Regions from separate parts of the Zea mays genome. Here all the other regions are linked to region 1. The links are chromatin contacts, called in public Hi-C maps. All regions are on one chromosome and are shown on one strand. Each heading gives the region's core, a stretch centred on a gene start, on an enhancer-like site or on the middle of the called end of the contact. The rest is flanking DNA. Distances are from core to core; before and after follow the strand shown. Region 1 holds the start of LOC103626296 (lysine-specific demethylase JMJ706). Region 2 holds the start of LOC100381608 (WEB family protein At5g16730, chloroplastic). Region 3 holds the start of LOC100274729.

Evidence for each region. A called contact is a pair of places that touch in the nucleus more often than the background predicts.
Region 2: a contact with region 1 is called in a Hi-C map of leaf, with 6 times the contacts expected there. The contact joins the promoter of LOC100381608 here to the promoter of LOC103626296 in region 1. A contact is called at or near these places in 3 of 25 Hi-C or Micro-C datasets (ear and leaf).
Region 3: a contact with region 1 is called in a Hi-C map of ear, with 2.1 times the contacts expected there. The contact joins the promoter of LOC100274729 here to the promoter of LOC103626296 in region 1. A contact is called at or near these places in 4 of 25 Hi-C or Micro-C datasets (ear, leaf and tassel).

What each region holds. Positions count from the first base shown.
Region 1 is chr5:46,140,455-46,144,455 of Zm-B73-REFERENCE-NAM-5.0, reverse strand. It overlaps LOC103626296 (lysine-specific demethylase JMJ706), which reads right to left and starts at 2,071. Exons shown (of 11, transcript XM_008646682.2): 1 at 1,389-2,071; 2 at 1-105. The coding sequence starts at 1,391.
Region 2 is chr5:45,914,709-45,918,709 of Zm-B73-REFERENCE-NAM-5.0, reverse strand. LOC100381608 (WEB family protein At5g16730, chloroplastic) reads right to left here and starts at 2,123. Exons shown (of 3, transcript XM_008645719.4): 1 at 1,545-2,123; 2 at 696-1,056; 3 at 1-551. The coding sequence starts at 1,567.
Region 3 is chr5:45,971,588-45,975,588 of Zm-B73-REFERENCE-NAM-5.0, reverse strand. LOC100274729 reads left to right here and starts at 2,090. Exons shown (of 3, transcript NM_001149027.2): 1 at 2,090-2,246; 2 at 2,362-2,852; 3 at 3,392-4,001. The coding sequence starts at 2,189. The coding sequence ends at 3,988.

The sequences.
Region 1 (4,001 bases), core at 822-3,321:
GCCCTCTTCATTCTGAGCACTCAAACGCATTCTCTCGAGCCTCCTCTGCTTCAGGGTCTCGAGGCCGCTCCTGACCTCTGCAGGGAGATAGCTCCTACCCTCCACCTAAAAGGCGTAGGTAAACACGTCAATTTTGGGGTCGAACAAAACTATCATTAACAGCAGTTCAGCACTGCAAGTAGACATTGACCAACAGAGACAGCAGACTGAATCAGCACCAATTGTTTGGATACCACAAATTGGTATTATGTAGTACCAAAGAGCAGCAACTCGGCAACCAAGTCAAGAAAGCTGTAGGTGCTGGAATCAAACACGGCACACTGATATTCTGAGGTTGTTTCCCTGACACGGCCACAGTCACAATCAACAGTTTGCAAATAAAATTTTTAGCAGCCAGGCGCTCTAGTTTGTATAATGAATCAATTATCCATAACAGTGCGGCATGCTTAATGATAATAGCAGTAACAAATGAACCACGATTAAGTCATTAACTTAACTTTCGTCAGCAGCCTAATGAGAACACATAAGAAATCGGCGCGCAGGCCCTGGACGAAGAAAGAAAAAGAGAAGAAAAGGAGACTTCAGATGCGGTCCAAGTGGGCAATTACGCACATGCGTGACGACCATGGTGGAGCTGGAAGAGAAGAAATCTGTGGAAAAAGGGCGCTGGGAGTTGGCGCACAAACACGTCCACACAGCAAGAACCGGACAACGCCCCGTAACGTGAATTGTACTAGCGGTGGCCGCAGATACTAGCCGCACAACCCAAAACGAAAACAGAGACTGAAAAAAAAAACAATAGCCATATCGGAAAGGCGAAGAGGCCGGAGAAAATTCTATGTTACGACAGGTGGTGGCCAATGAGGCGTAGCCTAGGGTAACAACTAGGAAGGTTCGAGTTGACTCTTCGCCTGAGTCGTGTAAATCTGATGTGATCCTAATTCCTACCAGGGGGCGGATTTGACGAGTTTTCCTGAACGGAAGATAAAAAAATGACTCCTACTTTTCCAGCATTGACGGAGCAGGAATTCACCGGCAGTCAGCAAACTAAAAAAAAGCTGCCATGTACGAGAAGCAATTCACGGCTACCTACGAAAGTTTTCTACAGAATTGTTGCAATTAGAGGCGAAATCTACTGGTCGTGCCGTTAATTAACTGATGATGAAATTTACACAAAGAGAATTTAATTTGACTTGATTTTGGCGGAAAAGCAGAGGAAGGCAGGAGATGTGGAATCAGCAGTAACCAGGCGCGAGGGCACTACTACTAGTGTTGGTGGTGATTAATTGCCGCGGCGACGAGAGGAAAAAGCGCGGGTACGGAGGAGCAGGCCGGCGGCGGGGGGAAATTGGCGCAGATCTGCGGGAGGGGAGGGAGAGAAGACTCACCATATCGTGTCGCTCGGCGGTGGTGCGGACAAGCCTCTAGAGAAATTCCCGGCGGCACGGGTCCCACATTTCACTCCGGAGGTCCCCCGGCGCGCGGTGGAGGCCGGGGATCCGAGGCGCCTCCCGTTCCTCTCTCTCTACCTCCCCTTGGACGTTGGTGTGTTTCCCGCGCGACGCCGCACAGAGGCGGTGGGAAGGGCCAGGCAAGCAATCGGAGCGTAGGGCAGTGGGCCCCACCGGTGGTGGCCGGCGGGCGAGGACGGAACGGAGCTGGGAAGACGCAGGTGGTGGTGGTTGCTAGCACTAGTATATTTGTGGTGGGGAGGAGGGAGGTTCGGTTGGAGGTGGAGCAACCGAAAGACGAACCACCAGCGGGGAAAACGCTCCAGCTGCCGAGCTAACCAACCGAACCGCAGGCGAGCGAGAGGGGAAGGCGAAACGCGGCTGCGATGACTCTGCTCGGGCTCGAGCACTAGCGCCCGCCCCGTGGCCTCCTTTGAACTCACTTTTCTTTTCTCCTCTTCTCGCTTCTGTCGTGTGCGTGTGTGCGGTGGTTGTCGTGCGAGCGCGTCCGTTTGCCTCGTCCTGTGGCCGCGGGATGGACGACCACGAGCATTTGTTTTTGTTTCTCTCTTGTGGCTCTCTTTCGCCCCGTGCCGTCCCCAACTCGCCCATGGCTCATTGCCAGGGTGGTTCATTTTTTTTCTTGTATATTAAAGCAGGATAGAGGCGCGGATGGTCGGATGGAGATGGAGCACGGCAGACTTCTGCAGGAGGAGGGATGGGCTGGGATGGCTGCCACCTGCTTGCATGTGCTTCAGTTTTTACAGCCTATCCTATCGACCTGGACACGCCACCGGGCAGGCAGTTGGCCCAAAAGCGCACTGCTCTGCTCTAGTAGCCTCTAGTATAGGACTCTGGAGTAGGTTCCTGGTTGTTACTGGCTTTCTGACCATTTTGCTCCGTGCACACTGATCACTGCTTCCGGTAACATACCACCATAGGAAAACAACTGTGCTAGTACCGGTAGCAGGCTTTACCTGTTCAATTTGAGGGGGAAAATGGCTTTATGCCACTTCCATGTCCCACTGTTGGCGAAAGATAACCTGCAAATCAGACCCCGGAACTCAGCTCCCGTACTGTTTCCACTCATGTGGCTGCTCGCTAGAGCTTTTTGCAACCCATGTGGCTACAGCTTTTTACTGGATATTTTTTTACAATATATTTATGTAGTTTTTTAAATATTGGTGCTAGTCTCTAAATTAAAAAATATGACTAAAGAAAATTCTAGAAACTAATTTATTTGTAAGATAAGAGATTAACGTCCACCGTCTAAACTGAAAGGTCTTGTTCCGGGGGGGTCTTGAGATTAAAAAAACTTCTCAGCCTTCTCCACCTGGAAGGAACAGTAAACTCAATCAGTAATAAAATTTCAGAATTGACATATTAGATCAACTTTGTATGATGCCATACCCCATCATGAATTGTCATCTCACATTGATTTCTAGTTTCTATATTGTTGACACATCCTGTTGGGGGTTTTCTTCTTCTGAATATCCTAAAAACACTCACCGAGTAAATGTTTCTTTTATTTTGTTATGTGTGTGTTGCAGGGTTAATGGCAAAGGTAGATTTCAAACAGAACAATGCGGGTGTTCGAAGAAACAAGCTTTGGTCGACCATCGTGTACATACTTCGGACGAAGCATAATATAAGCATCCTTCGAGGTCTAAGGAGCTAAACTGAGAGGAGAAGGAGAATGACAACTCTACCCCTAGCATGTACAATAGTTTGAATATATAGAGATTAAGGATATACTTGTAAAATCGCCTGAAACATATCTCGAGCCTATAAATAAAGGAACAGTGTCATGCACTGGGGACACTTTTTGGACGGGTGAACTCATTTTTCTTTCTATATGAAGTTGTGACTTATGTACTCCTTCGTTGTAATTTTTACGAAGTTGAAGGTATATGTTCAATCTTCTAATTCATATAATAAGGAAGAGGGATTTCAACACATTCAACATTTCATGTAAATTACTTGTTTCATTATTCAATTTCTTGTAATCATTGCATTTTATCTTTGTTTATGTCTGAATGACCCACCTACGTAAGCAAATTTTTACCTTCATTCTTTCATTTTTGTCTTCTCTCCGAGAATGATAAAAGGGGGATGACTATGAAGCTTGACCTATTTGTGTTGTCTTGATTTTTAATACCTTTAGGGGATTGAAAACAAGTGGCCAATATTGGCGCCCACCTCCGGTGATCCTACTTCCACAACAATGAGCGTGATAAATCATCAAGCTTCGTCAGAGGGGCCGACGAAGCTTATTTCCCCAAACACAGGTGGTTCAAGCTTCAAACCAGTCAACAAGAAATAGAAGAAAGAAGCTCAACAGAGGGTACAACATGTCGGAGTGCAGGGGCCCTATGTTAGATATAAATGGTCTCATATTCCAATCACATTCTCCCAAGAAGACATTCAGCTCAAAGATTACCCATATAATGATGTCATGGTTATATCTTGTTTTATAAAATGCTTCTTGGTTCACATTGTCCTGATAGATACGGACAGTTCGGCAGACATCATCTTTGGTAAAGCCTTCAG
Region 2 (4,001 bases), core at 874-3,373, 230 kb after region 1:
AGCTCAGCTTCACGGCTTTTACTCTCTTCGCTGGCAGCACTCGAATCAAGCAAGCCTTTCAAGCGAGCAGCTTCATTTGAGAGGATCTCCACCTTCTCCGCATTGGCCTCAGCGATCTTCATTGCATCATCTGCATGGCCAAGTGCAGCTTTCTTGGCGTCGTTCACCATGGAAAGATCACGTCTGAGCCTCTCCAGCTCCTCCGTTGTGTTGACCAACGTCTCCAAGTCCGCGGCGTGCTGGCCATGCACGCACTCAATCTCCCTCTGCCACTCCTCCTCCCGCCTCTGTGCCTCATCGATGCCTGCCTGCTCCAGCTCATCCGCGCGGAACTTCTCGATCTCAGTGGCCTCCTCGGCCCACCTCTTGGCCATGAGGGCATCCTGGAGCTTCTCGTGAGTCTCATCAGCGACTCTCTTGGCCTCGTTGAGCTCCCCGACAAGACGGTCCCTCTCTCCGAGGATGAATGCCAGTTGATCCTTGGCCTTCTTCAGGTCCTCATGGGTGGACTCAAGCTGTGCCTGCAGTTCGGCCTCCCTCCGGAGCTGCTTCTGCCATCCCAGCGACAAAAATCACAGTGATCAGGCATAGGCGTGCATCAAGATCAGACAGGGCGTTAGCAATGCAGCACCTGTTCCTCCTTCAGTGAGAGAGGAAGAAAACCAGGGCAGCGCAGTTCGGTGCAGTACACTTACTTCAGGAGTGGTGCCGATCTTGGGCACCCGGCGCTCGACGACGGGCTTGGTGTCCACGGATCTCGGGGAGCGGTCGAACGAGAGGCGGGGCTTCTGTGCGGCGGCCGATGGCGGCGAGTTGGGCTCGGACTTGAAGGGGCCCGCGCCGTTGCTGCGGGAGCGCGGCGTGGACGGCGTGCCGACGCTGCTCCTCCTGGTGCCGCCCGGCGTGGAGGGGCGGTGGCTGGAGGAGGGCGTGGACGGGCGGTGGTTGGAGGAGGGCGTGGAGGGGCGGTGGTTGGAGGACGGCGTGGAGGGGCGGTGGTTGGAGGACGCCGTGCTCGGCCTGCCCCTGCTGATGGGGGACTCGTTCGGCCCAGATCTGTCAATGGCGACATCCATCGTTAATTAATTAAAAATCGAAAATCTATTATTCTCTGTTGCCGAATCGAGCGCAAGCTCATGAACCGACGCGTGTGGCATGCAGCTGTGAGAGACGGAGTGGCCGTTACGGTCCGAATTTGAGGATTTACAGACATGAAACACCATCTGAAGAAAGGCACATTCGCGTGTGGCGGAAATCACCAGACGAGACGGTACACCACATTTGACGATGAAAAGCAACTACGGCGCAGGGAAATCGGCGAAGAAGAGAGCCAAGAAAAAAACACCAAATGAAGCGTCGGGTCTAGCTGGATTACTGGATACTACTAGATCTGCCATTGAAGAAAAGAAGAGAAAACCGACAGGCGGAACAAGAGCGCGAGCAAATAAAAATAAGAGAGAGAGAGAGAGAGAGAGAGAGAGAGAGAGAGAGAGAGAGAGAGAGAACGCAAGGGTCCGGGAGCAGGGAGGGCGAAAGTAATTCACCTCGATCTGGAGGACGGCAGCATTGTGGACGTGTGGTGGTGTGAGGCCGGGGCAAGGGAGGAGTGCCCGGCCGACTGGAGAAGTGGAGAGTGGGGGTGCCGGTGGGAGGCGGAGGGGGAGGGACGGGGAAGCAGCAGGAGGCACAAAAAGCCTGCAAAGCCAAAAGGCGGCCGAAAGGGCTGTGGGAGGCGAGGTGTCAGGTGTGCAGGCCGCCAGACGCCCAGGCCAGAGGAAGCAGCGTCCGTCCGTCGTCTCCCGTCGCCGACGGCAAAGCGAATTCCTCGTTCCCGAACTACTCCTACGTGCTACACTGCTCCATCTCCGGCTGCGAGGACGAAGAAGGTGAGAGCGGTCGTTGGCTGGCTGGCTCGTCGCGAGCTGCGGTACACTGTGGCTCTATGCCTCTATAGTGCATCGTCATCCTTGCTCGTGCGTTTTAATTAATCATCACGAGGAGGAAGGTACCCGTGCTGCTGCTACAAGTAGAACTAGAATTAAGTGCCCTCTTGGGGCTGGGAGGTGAGATTGGTTCGCCAACAGCACCTACTGGTTGCAGTGCTGGGATGCAAATTATGGGCCCCACCGTGGCTACCACATGCTGCAGTATCTGCTAGTATGATTTAGGCTCCGATAAAAATTAAAGGCCTGCTTGGAAATACAATTTTGAAATGATGTAGTTTTGAGATACTATAGTTTACAACTGTACATGACAAAAAATACTATGGTATTACTTTATCACAGTAAAACCATAGTATTCCTCAAAACCGAGATCTGTTTGGTTTTATTGGAAAAACAAAGTATATGTAGAGAGAAGAGAAGAAAACTGAGGTCCTGAGTGGAGTTTCAAAAACTCCAAAAATACCACGGTTTTAGGTAAACCATGATATTTAAAACTGTGTTTTGCCTGTACAAACCAAACACCTTTTGTGTTTCAATACTATAGTATCATCAAATACCATAGTATTGTTTCAAAACTAAAAAAACTACGTTTCCAAACATGGCCTAAGCTAAAGTTATTGCTAGTGCTAGTGATGCATACATAAAACACACACAAAGATACTAGCAGTTGCAACCGCATCGACAGTAATTCACCCGACCGTGCGTAATGGCCCGTTCGGTTGTTGCCGACGGACGCAGACTGAGCAACCTCGACGTGGTTTGCGTCGTGCCCTGCACTTCCAATCTAGCATAATCTAGTACACTATCCGTCCAATTCATTATACTTATACGCTTACTTAACTATCTAAAGTTTAAATAATTTTGTAGAGAAAAAAAGTAATACCCATAAGGACATGTTGAACCTAGATACATGGTCGTGGTTCTCTAAATACTAAATACAAGTAAGGAACTCATTCGTACAATCCAATATTTATATTTTATTCGCTATAACCTCTCAAAAACACAACTCATTTATATAGGTTATATGGGTATACCCATATTTTAGACTTAGAGAATAATGCTAGACATTACTTCAACAAAATAAGTCTATTATGTTTTTTGCACTTTTTCCTTAGATATCCCTTACGATATAGATCATTTATGTGGGTTGTAATGCCCAAACACTAGGTCTGAGAGTACGCACAACCTCGTTTATGATGGTCTTTATGGGTTAAATGAAAAAATATATAAGAGACATCTGTCTCTACATGACTATCCGTACAATCTCTTAAATATATTTATGATATGAATGATTTTAAAAACACATCATCATATCAGGTAGTTTCTTAAATGTCACTTTTATTTAGAAAATCAATCAAAAATCTCTGGTTTATAGATGCCCTAAGGGCATGTACAATGCATATTAATGGGTTGTGTCTTGGGGCATGTCTAGAAGATAATTGTAAAATGTATTCATGAAGACACATCTATGACTTGATTTTCTAAGCATCCGTGCCTAGTATCTAGTCGGGTCGGGTAGGTCATACCTCTCTATTGGACAACATGTCGGTCAGGGTTTTTTTAGGTTGAGTCAGGTTTTTGACTTTGGGTTGGATCAGGTTTTGGGTCATAAATCATAGCTTATACTCAGCCCGTGAAATATTGTGGGTCAAAAACTATGGCACATACCCGCCTGTTGTATTGATCGGATCGGATCAAGTTTTTTCGGGCGGGTCGAATCAAGTTAGTTGGGTTAGGCGACCCATACTCAATTCTAGTACCTACAAGTGTTTAAATTGTGTCTACTTAAAATCCACATCAAGTGTTGAAAGGGAAATGTGCCCTTGGGCCATTTCTAAGTATTTTGGTGATCAAGTGCCAACACAAATGGTTTAAGTGTGAAACTATGTCAAATGGTGGAAGAAGTGCAAAGTCAATACAAAGGTATGATTCTAGACTTAGTACATTGGTTTTTGTATACTAACATATTTGTCTAAGTGCTAGAATCAGAGAAAATACAATTGGAAAAGACTTGGCTCGAGCAGCCAAGACTCTGCTCAGTCTGGGTGCACCGGACAG
Region 3 (4,001 bases), core at 841-3,340, 170 kb after region 1:
TTTAGCATCTAGCTCCAGCCCTTGGCTTCTCATGGCCCAAATAAAAACCCCCACTTTAATTAAAGCTTCAGGAGTAAGCTGATGAAGGTATATCTCAAATGTCTTCAATACTTCAACCAGCATCTTGTGTAAGGGAAAACGAAGCCCAGCCTTCATAAAACTCTTAAAAACCACTACTTTGTTTGCCTTAGGAAGAGGAACGATACTCTCTCCTCTAGCCCTCACAATAGATATGTCATGGAAATATTTCCCCTTCATCGCTTCAATCTGTCCTTGCTTAACAGTGGACTTTCCAAAAATAACATGACTTGGCCTCTATGGTCGATCTTCAGCATCTTCATTATCACTCTCCACATCGAAACTCTCACTATCGCTGGAATCCCTAGACAGCCCAGCCAACATTTCATTAGTGATTTTTTCAACGTTGGTTCTTTCCATAGCTTCGTAAAAACCAGCAAGCATGGGGTCTACAGTCTTCTTATTTTCGGCCATTTCGATGTTGATCACAACAAAAGCCGAAGCTCAAAGAACAGTTGCTCTAACAAAAGACGAAAGCTAAAATGACAATCACAACACAAAAGCTAGATGGCACGAAAAATATTCATAGCGCAAGCCTTTATATATATATATATATATATATATATATATATATATATATATATATATATATATATATATATATATATATATATATATATATATATATACAAAGCACCACTGAGCGATGGGTCCCACGATTCAGAACAATTCGCTATTCTAGCGAAAGGAAGGTGTTTTTTCGGACCTTCGGCTAAAGGCCTTCGTTCATGTCGCAGTCTGAATTTGTTCATATCGCAGTTTGAATTTGCTACGAAGAAACAAACTAATACTGCGAGGGGCTACTGTTGGGGGCCTTCCTCTTATAAAGGTCCTCATAAACACGACTAACCATTTGCTTCTAGCATAATGTTGACTATTACAGGAGCTTCGTCACAATCTAAGGTTCGTGATGGGAGCTTTCTCCTCCGTCAAAGGTCTTTAAGACGAAGATATAGCCCGAAAATAACAACAATGAACGTCGAAGCTATAGCCGAAGAGTAACATCATCGGTTTAAAGTGGTGTCGAAGATCAAGCATGATGCTGAGCCGAAAAGGAAAAGAATAGCTAGTCCCTAATGATTTATGTTACAATTATGAACGAATGTTAATGTCATAAATGTATTTTTATCCGGGCTGCGTTCCGTGCCTATAAATAGGTGAACAGTACCCCCGTACTGTTCACGCTGGATTGTAATCGCTCTCGCGTCAACACCTTCGAACAAGACGAAGGTATCAATGTAATATGAATCTTACTCATATGTTTATCATGAAATAAATATATGATTGAGACACAAATGGATAATGTTTATCATCTTTATGAATCATTATTCTTGCAAGTGATCGTCTGAAGATCATCAAATCCGAAAGGAGATGATGACTCGGAGGACGAAGATCTCTAATCTTTAACAATTGTGTTGCCTTGTTCTTGATTCACAATATTTAAGAACAAGAGACCAACATATTCTATACTTAAGTATAAATGAAAACTGTAGTAACGTACTTAAACAGTAATAAAAACCGTAACAATGTACGAACATTTTCCTAGTATAAATATACACATAAGGCCTAGTTTGGAAATATCGTTTTTCCTAGGGATTTTTATTTTCCCAAGGGAAATTAGTTTATTTTTTCTTGGAAAAATTGAAATCCCTTGAAAAAACGGTATTCTTGCACCTATCAAAGAGGTGGAAAAAAAGCTAGCACAGGCGCACGCACAATCGCGGTCCTCTGAATTTACATGGGCCTTCTCTATTTGATCTATCTACATTTAGTGCCACAAAAGGGCCTTTCACACCACACAAAAGGGGCCTTGCACACCAGCAGCAACAAACCACGCAACGGCTAGTACGGAAGAAGAGGGGCGAGCGGCGAGCAGCGCCGTTCCGTCTTCGCCGTCTCCTCGTCCGTTCGCCAAGACAACGGTCATATTACCGTTGTCCTGCCAAAATTCCAACACTTTAAAACTGCCACCCAACGCGCTCCTCCGCCGCCGTCTCCAGCACACGCTTCCCCTTCCCTCCCGCTCCCATTCACGTCGTCTCTTTCCTCGAGCCTCCGCTTCGCCAGCGACGCGCCCTTCTCACCCACCTCGCCGAGGAAGTATTCACCGATGGAGACGCCGCTGTCTTCCAGGAGGATCACCCGCTCGCTCGCCGCCGCATCTGCCCGTGAGTCCTCTTCTCCCACCTTGACTCTCTGTTTCTTGATCTTTGGATCGCTTCTGCAGTCTCGACGCGTTGTTGGATGTGTTTCCTGACGACGCCCACCTTCGGTTCTCCGCAGAGAAGAGCGCCGCCGCCGGGCCGGACTCCGCCGCCCTCTTCTCCCGCGCCAAGAACGCCGCCGCTGGGGAGACCCAGCCTCGCGCCGCCCTGCACGACATCACCAACGACTCCCCCATCGTCGGGCTCGCGGCGGGCGCCCTCCACGCCACCGATACCACCCCCGCCTCCACCGCCGCCAAGACCCGCCGCAGGGCCCCGCGTCGCACGCCCGGCTCCGGGGAGGCGCTCCTGCGCGGCCAGGTCAAGGCGCTCCTCCACAAGGTCGAAGAGGAGCAGGGCTGCGCCGCCGCGGCCATCGTCAGGCCCGCGCGCATCCAGGCGCTGCTCGGTGTATCCAGGTCGCCGGCCCAGCTTCTTGCGCCGACGCCAGCCAACACGCCGCAGATCGAGCCCGTCCCCACTCCCAGGGAAGGTCTCCTCCTGCTTGATGGCGCTACGGTCGTGCCCTGCGTCCTAGACGAAGAGGAACTGCTGATTCCTAAGCTTCAGGTAATGTAACTGTCGATTCTGCACTTATTGAACCCCCCTTGTATGAAATCTTCCAACTTCCCGAGGAGCAATACTCTGCAACTCGGCATGTGCATGGTAGGTAGAACTTGATCCAATGTTTCTGTTCCAATTTCAGTCAGGGAACGCATATAGTCAACCTTATGCCGAAGTACCTACCATTTGTCCAATTCATCTAGTATCTTCATTCGTTAACCTTATTTGTGCACGTCCATGAGATTAGATGCAATTCTGCATGACCTGTTGTATGTAGGGGTGGTAATGGGTTCCTATTTTTCCCTGAACTAAAATTAATTAAGGCGAGTAACTGTAAGCAGTATAATCTTGATATATGATGAATTTTCTGAATGTTTTCATGTTGCACTGTTAGCCCCTACTCAAATGTCAATGGCATCCCAGCTCTTTCAGAACTGCAAATTAGATTTCTACTCGTATCATCTAACCTGGAATTCAGCCTAGATGTTTTAGAGGCGTAGCACTTTGTCGTAAGGTGTCTTCCTGCTGCTCCCCTTATTGTGCAGGTCATTGCAGCTTCCCTACCTCCACCTCATCAGGCAGAGGAGAAGCTCGGGGACTGCCAGCTGAACCGTGCGCTGGTGTTCGATGACTCCCCTGAGAAATGTGAAGAGTCCAGTGGATCAGCCGTCTCGTCAACCTTCTCCCTCCAGGAGAGCAGCACCGGCAGCTACGTGGACAAGTCATCATCACCTGAGGACGACAGCTCCTCTGCCTGGTCCATTCAGGTCCATGCCAGCTCTGAGAAGGGCGACGAAGAAGAGCTGGGCGTGGAGGAGCTGGCAGCAGAGTACACTGACGAAGAGGAGGAGGAGGAGGAGGAGGACTGGGACGAAGACAGCGATGACGACTGCTACGATGATCTGTGCGAGGAGATGAGCAGGATGACCGTGTTGGAGGAGGAGGAGAAGAAGAAGACCGTGCTGCCGCAGTTCGAGGGGAAGCACACCAGGTTCATCTACAACAGTGACGACGAGATCGAGCGGGTGGAGGAGGCGGATGCAGCTGAGGCGACGGCGGAGCTTCGCGCATTGATGCTCAGGGGCCTGCTGGTGCCGGAGGGGAGGCACCTGCGCTTCCACGACGAGGATGCCGACGAATAAGAATCTCAGTTGT